Regions from separate parts of the Gossypium hirsutum genome. Here region 1 is linked to region 2. Evidence: chromatin contacts called from public Hi-C data. All regions are on one chromosome and are shown on one strand. Each heading gives the region's core, a stretch centred on a gene start, on an enhancer-like site or on the middle of the called end of the contact. The rest is flanking DNA. Distances are from core to core; before and after follow the strand shown.

What was found. A called contact is a pair of places that touch in the nucleus more often than the background predicts.
Region 1: a Hi-C map of leaf shows a contact between it and region 2, with 6 times the contacts expected there. The contact joins the promoter of LOC107952135 here to the promoter of LOC121212756 in region 2. A contact is called at or near these places in 2 of 34 Hi-C or Micro-C datasets (both in leaf).

The regions. Positions count from the first base shown.
Region 1 is chrA13:4,158,235-4,162,153 of Gossypium_hirsutum_v2.1, reverse strand. It overlaps LOC107952135 (glycine-rich RNA-binding protein GRP1A), which reads left to right and starts at 1,434. Exons shown (of 2, transcript XM_016887412.2): 1 at 1,434-1,843; 2 at 2,117-2,684. The coding sequence starts at 1,730. The coding sequence ends at 2,509.
Region 2 is chrA13:4,008,139-4,012,018 of Gossypium_hirsutum_v2.1, reverse strand. LOC121212756 (beta-glucosidase 12) reads left to right here and starts at 2,464. Exons shown (of 6, transcript XM_041086167.1): 1 at 2,464-2,605; 2 at 2,691-2,815; 3 at 2,956-3,025; 4 at 3,110-3,168. The coding sequence starts at 2,464. It overlaps LOC121212188 (transcription factor HBI1), which reads left to right. Exons shown (of 6, transcript XM_041084531.1): 5 at 1-105; 6 at 477-671. The coding sequence ends at 511.

The DNA of each region.
Region 1 (3,919 bases), core at 185-2,684, 150 kb before region 2:
TTGACAAATCCATGAACAATAGAATATTTTTGGGCATTGGAAACAACATGTTCGTGCGGGTTTTTTACAAACACGACATCTAAGCTTTCTCCAAGATTTATTATTCTCCTCTTTCACACTATGTGTGTGTACCATTATTAGAGGCTAAAAAAAAAACTCAAACAAGAAAAGTTGGTCAAAAAAAATTAACTCTCACTATTATGCACTCGCAATAAAAAATAAACAACTTTAAGAGACAAAAAGTTGAGATTTTTTTACTTATAACTTTTAAAAAGTAATCAAACTCAATAATTTTTAAAAAAAGTGGGATCACTCTCTAACAAAGCTAACCTAAAACTTTAAGAAGGCAAACAAAAATTTTACTACAAATGAAGTAAGTTGCGCATACAAAGGAGATGCAACTCTTTTTGTACTTATTAACACAATAAGAGAAAATGTGTTAGAATGCGTAATAAAATAAGGAAAGCTAAAAACAAAAGAATACCTAAAACTAGAATCAAAGAAAATAAATTATCCAACAGAAAATTTGAAATAATGAAAAATAACTTGAATTTTTCGTTTATGATTTTCTCGATGTGCTAAAATTACAAAAATTAAATTGAACTCTCTTTATATGATAAATATCAGATTTAAAAATTTTGGTCATAAAATTCAACCTCAAAATTTTTTTATTGTTTATTTTAATTTTTTTAAAACTTGTTTTAAGTAAAATTTGCAAAACACTTTAGATAACACAAGAAAACAATTCAAAAATGCCAAAAATTGATGCCAAATGATAAATGATGGCAGAGAAAGGATTGCATTCAAGTTGTTCTATTTGAAAAATAAAAATTTAGATATAACCTAAAAAGAAAACACCAAATAAATTTAGGAAAACAACAAAAACAAAAATAAAAAATTTGAGAACAAAGAATAAATATTCAAAACAATAAAAAAATAAAAAAATGAAAAAAATAAAAAATGAAAGATACACACATAACAATATTTAAACTAAACTTCTATAATTTTCGACATTTCTACTTTATTAATAAACTAAAACCCTATTTATTATTTATATCAATATCTTATAAATATCTTTATTACGTAATATTGTTTTCCACGTATATATTGAGTATACATATATTTTGTTGCATAATGAAATTTTAATTTAAAAAAATTAAATGATTAATATATTAATAATTTAAATTGCTATATGATTCCAATAAAAAATTTAACATTAATTTTTATTTTCAAAAAGAAAATATTTAAATCCCCCCCAAACAAAAAAAAAAAAGGAAAATCCAAAACCAAAGTAATACTAGGTCGTTTTGGTCATTCAGAAAAGAACCGAACTAAACGCCATAACATTCGGTGACAAGTGAAAGCAACGAACGTCTAAGATAGATATTTTTGTAGGTAAGAAGATATTTTTTGAATGCCCTTTTTTTATGAGAGTCTCAACTGCTCAGAAATCACGTGACTGTGGGGCCCCTTTTCTGACTTAGTCACCCACATAACTAACCCTGGTTTATTTTTTCTCGATTTCCGGTTTACCCCTACTATTCAGGGTTGTCAAGAATTTAACCATGGTTAGCTAATCCAGCTCTAATTAACCCTAATTCAGACCTCACACCCCCTATAAAATCATGGTTTAGGCCTCCTCTTTTTTAACCATTCACAGTTCTCTCCAAAATATCTGCTTTTTCTTAGTTTTCCTTTTTGTCCCTTGTTTATTTGATATTTCCCCCTCATGGCCGCCGCTGATGTCGAGTTCCGGTGCTTCGTCGGAGGGCTCGCATGGGCCACCGACGACCGGGCCCTCGAAGAAGCCTTCAGTGCGTTTGGTGAAATCGTCGAATCGAAGGTCCGTTTGTTGCAGGGATCGGACTCCAGATCTGACTTGATCCGACCCGATCTGGGCGCCCCTGTCATATGATCTGTGATCCTTGTTCTGTTCTTTTGTGTTACTTGTTACTTGATACTACTCTCTTGTTACTATTCTCTTTTAAAACTCTCACCGGTACGTTCTTTCTTCATCCCTTTGGGCCGAAGATCGATCGATTTTAACAAATCTTTTTTTTAATTTTTATTTTGAAATTTTTTCAATTAAGTAATGTTTTGTTGTTTTCATTTTCAGATCATTAATGATCGTGAGACTGGAAGATCCCGAGGCTTTGGATTCGTTACTTTCCGTGACGAGAAAGCTATGAGGGACGCGATCGAAGGAATGAACGGTCAAAATCTTGATGGAAGGAACATCACCGTCAACGAAGCCCAATCGCGCAGAAGTGGAGGCGGTGGCGGAGGATTTGGAGGAGGAAACGGTGGTTACAGCCGCGGTGGAGGCGGCGGCGGATATGGTGGTCGCCAAGGAGGATATGGTGGCGGACGCCGTGAAGGTGGATACGGAAATGGTGGAGGGTATGGTGGTGGTGGGTACGGAGGTGGACGCCGTGAAGGAGGATATGGTGACGGCGGATCTCGTTACTCAAAAGGCGGCGGTGCATCTGAAGGCAGCTGGAGGTCTTAAGTTTAGGTTTCAAAGTGGGCTTGGGCCTATATTGTTATGGGTTTGGTTTGGGTTTAGTAGTTAGTAATTTTAAGTTTCTCTATTAGTGTTTGGTTTGGGTTCTCTCTTTTTTGATCGATGTTGTTACTGTTCTCTTAAAATCATAAAAATGGAATGAAGTATCTTTTCAATTTTCTGCCTTATTTCTTACAACCTTAGTGTTCTTTTAAAATAAATTTCAAATTTCATTATATTAAATCAAATTTTTTATCTTCAATGATAAATTATACTAAAATTTAACGAATCCAAGTTATTATTTTTATTTAATTTGTTAACGCTTTTTTGGTAGTGTGGAAGTTAAGTTTTTTATTTATTTTAATTTTTAATTTAACAAATTTCACTCTTCTAATTTTTAGTTATTTAATTTCCTTGAAGGATAAGGTTTCTAAGGTATTCTTTTTGAGATTTTTTGAAGATTTTTTAGTAAGATATTAATCCTTAGTATTAATTTAATCGTATCATTTTTAGTTGCATTTTCAAATGATTGAAAATTCAATCACAATTAGTTTCTTTGTTTATAAACAAATAATTGTATTATTATTACGAATTTTAAATTAGTAAAAAAATATTTAGTAGAAAATTACAAGATGACGATTAGAGGATTTTTATAAGAATGTCAATAGGAAATGAGGTCCTATGAGGTTTTTTAGCCATGTTAATCATCCAGAGTTGGGCCCATATTCCCAAGTGGAGACGTAATCAACCTTTTATCTCTTCATTCCTCCACGTCTACTATGACATCAACTATAAATTTATTGAAAGGAATCAAATTAAGTTAATTTCATAATCTTTAAAAATTAAATTAAAATATTGTTTCTATATTTATAATTAATTTGGTGGTGCGGAGATCTGTAGTGACTTGCGGAACATGTATTGATGGCCCAGCATGATAAGAGAGATTGCTGAGTATGTTGCCAAATGTCTGAACTATTAGCAGTTAGAATTGATTTGTCATTCCCAAAGTTAGAGATGATCAACACAAGCACACACCATGCAATCTTTTCGGAACGTTATTTACAATTAGTCAAAGTTGTGTATAATAATAGTTTCCATTATATGGTTAAACTGATTATAGACATAAATTGTATGTTGACCTAGAATGAAGAGATATCGAGTTTTTAGTGAGAGATAAGGTATTCTTGAAAGTTTTTTCGTGGAAGAAAGTTTTACGGTTTGGTCGTTAAGGGAAGTTAAACCCTAGATTCATCGGACCATATGAAATTATAGAAAGGGTTGGACCAATGGCATATTGACTAGCATTATCAATGGAATTACAAAAGATACATGATGTATTTCATGTATCCATGCTTAGGAGATATCGTTCGAATTCATCTCATATTATTTCTGTGGAAGAAATTGAAATTCAACTTG
Region 2 (3,880 bases), core at 1,215-3,714:
AAATTCAACACACTGCAATATGGGATGTTGAGTTGCAAAACCTTTACAATGTGGCATTTGACCAGGGGAGATCAACACCACCCTTTCCATCTCAACCATTTGCAGGTGCATAAAGCTAATATGTCTTTGTTAATGTTGTCTTTCTTTCTTTTTGATCATTTTTCCAAGGCAGAAAAATGGGTTTTAACTAATGCTGATAGAGACATAAGAGAACCCCACAGTTTTTTTAATGACTGCTAAGGAAGAACAGTGTCCCATTACATGCTTTAATTCAAGAAAGTTACTTTAAAGGAAGCTTTCTGTCATTTTCACCCCCCCCACAACAATTATCAGAAACCTTAGATTTTATTCAATGATAGCACTATATTTCCTTTGATTATTGCATCTGCAGTAACCCCCAATGACTTGAAAAAAAAAAGCAAAACTGGTGGTGCCTTGGGTAAAGCTTTCTGATTAGCCTAATGTGGTCTATGCAGGTTCCATTGAAGCAAGTGATCTGAAGGAGATATGAATCAGTATATTTGTCAACGATTTATCGATGATTGAGATAATTCAAGATACCTTTGATCCTGATTCTTTTTCGCTTAATTAGGTACATATGGTATATATAAAAATATTTGTATGTATACTCTCAAATAGAATGAATAAGATCAATACTAATTAACTTCAAAGCTTTCTCTTCTTCAACTTGTATGATGGGATGTAGGAGGGGACCAAAAATGCCCAGAGCAGGTAGGGTAAAAGAGGCTGATATATAGATAAATGCAAGGAAAGAACAGTGTAGTTTGAGTTGACATGTTCAACGATCACATTTTCAGTGCCCCATTTCTACCATTAAAAGGGAAACTAGTTTAATTGCCAAATCAAACTAGACTAGACTATGCAATAAGCACCACAAATATTGTAATGTTCTGAAGGGAATGCATAGGTTGAATTCACTGGCACAAGTTGTTCCTTTGTTGGGATTAAACCTGAGTGACAACTTGAAGCAGAGGACATGGAACCTACAAGTGGACCATCTATGGTGATGGAGACACAGATAATTAGTGCATATGACCACATATAAATGAGGAGCAAAAGCTGTATGCACACACAGGCACAGAGATATCAAAGAAAGGGCAATCATCCCTTTTTTTATTTAGCTACATAGAATGGTTTCTCCATTGCTCAAAATCATATACCCCAAAAAAAACTACTAGTCCAGTAAAGGTTGCGGCTCAAGCAGGGACCACTGAAGGGGTTGCCTGCCTGCCTGCACCTTTATTGCAACTACTTGTTGTTCTTGGAGTCACAAGAGCCTTAACTTTGGGTCATTTTCAAGCCATTAAGTAATGGTGAAAGGGGTGGACCTGGCCTCATCCGCAGGCAAGATCTCTTTGATTCTCTTTGTTTTGTGTTGATTGTGAAAGATGATATTGCCTTTTCCTTTTCCTCGGGTCCATTTTCTTTTCTGTGCAAGTTTTTTTCCCCCTTTCCTTTCTATCCTTTCACATAAAGCAATTCCAAGGAATTAAAAAGCAAAAAATAAAATAAAAAATCCCACAAAGATTCAGTACAACATGTAAATTAAAGTCCAGATCTCGTCCTTACGCTGTTGCACAAGAATCCCAAGAAACATCGTCTCACTATGGACGAGGAATTAGAACCCTAAACTTAATTCAGTTGGCACATTCCATCCATGCTTATGTTAATGCTGAATTTTCAGACACATTATCTAAATTTACCCAGCCTTTTTACTGCTGGGAAGAACAGGTTGATAAAAAGGACTTTTCAATTGGGGAATCTGGAATGGGGTCACGAGCACGGCGAAGCCAGAAATTTTTTTAGGGTAAAGCTAAAATTAAATTATAATTTTTACCGTAATAAAATTATAATTTTACATTTTAATAGTTTTTATTTTTTATAATCTTTAAAGGATTAAATCAAATTTTTATTATTTTTAAGGGGTCAAAGTGTAATTTTATCTCTACTAATTTAAAATTTTAAAAATTTCAAAAGGCTTAAATAAAAAATTTTCTATTTTAAAGGGTTCGGGCCCCTGCCACCCCCCGGTTTCGCCCTTGTTCACGAGGATTCGGTTTCATTTATAAAGAGTATCACCAAATAACAAGTTTAGTAACAATTTAGCAAACAAAATTGACATCAAACACAAAAACTATAAAATTACTATAGACAACCTTATATTAAGAATTAGATTACGTTTTATTCTTTTTACTTAAAAAATATGACATGCTACATGTATTTCATGTTGATGCATACGTACAATAAAAATAGATAAAATATTTAACAAAAAAATTATTTTACTTTTTATCTAATATATAAGAACTATTTTATTCATATTTTAAATAAAAAAGGGTAACTCCTATTTTACTTTTACAGGCTATTGACTATTTAACAGTATACTCTATTTACTGAAACAGTCAATTAACTCGCTAAAAACTGATTTTTTTTTCTATAAAATGCATGGATTGTCACTACCGTAACGAAACATATCATTTAAAAAAAAAAATCTGTTTTGGTTTTCAATTGCAATCACCTGGGAATTCTCGCCACATTTTGACCTTTGCCTTTGCTTTACTTGTTTGCTTGTCTGTTCATGGCGAAAGTTCGTTCATCTTCTTAATTGCTTTTTAATTTCCGCATGGTTTTCGTTTGTAGTTGTTTGCGTTTTTTAACTTTCGCATTTGCAGTAGCTCAAAAGCCTCAAAAAAGGATCGGAGAACCTTCGTCAGACTCTGAAGAATCTTTCGTTAATGTGAAGAGATCTGATTTTCGAGCTGATTTTGTTTTCGGAGCTTCAACTGCTGCTGCTCAGGTGACCTAAATCTCGTGTTGCATAGTTCCTTTTTTTTGTTTCCTTCGAGTCGACTCAATGCAGTTATATTTTGACTCGATCAAACTCATGACTAAATTCGATGCGAACGTAGTTGGGTTCATTAATTAAATTGAATGCAGATTGAAGGATCAGAAAAATCTAAAGGAAAAAGGCCTACTGTATGGGATCAATTTATTCGGAAATTGCCAGGTTAGCATTTAATAGTACCACTATTAACGAATTAATTAGGATTTTTTATATTTAATTTTTTTATTATTAATATTTCTCATGCAGATAAAATAGTGGACAATAGTTCTTTGGAAGTAGCAATTGATTTGCACAACTGCTATAAGGTAACATTTCAACTTGAATTCATATTTAAAAAAATTAAATTAAACTATTACTATAAATATATATAACACTTTTTAATATTTTAATTTTTTATGTTAACTAGGATTTTTTTTCTAAGACATCTATATTTATTATCCAAAGTAAATAACTATACATGAACAAGAACATAAAGTATAATATTTTAAAATATAAAAAAATTGAATAAAACCATACCAAACACATTCCCTTATATTAAGTGGCGAATTCAGAAATACAGTTTAGGGGAGCAACGGCGAAATTAAAAATTTTTTTGGGCAAATGAAATAGTTTATATCTTTATATTTTTTGAGGATTAAATCAAAATTTTATTATTTTAAGAATTAAAATATAGTTTTATCATTATTAATTTAAAATTTTATAAATTATAAAAAATATAAATAAAAATTTTCTATTTTAAAAGACTAAAATGCCAAATGAAATATAAGGCTTCAAACGGACACCTTCAATAGGTTATTAATATAATTGGTATAAATGCAAGCATTTGCAGGAAGATGTGTTGGTTTTAAGGGGATCTGGGAGTAAATGCTTATAGATTTTCCATTCCCTGGACTAGGATTTTACCCAATAATCATTATTTTTTTCTTTGGTTCATATATATTTGGGTAATTAAATTTGGTAATTAAAGCTTTCTGTAATTAAATTGAATATTTTTAAGTACTTATTTATTTGTTTTTT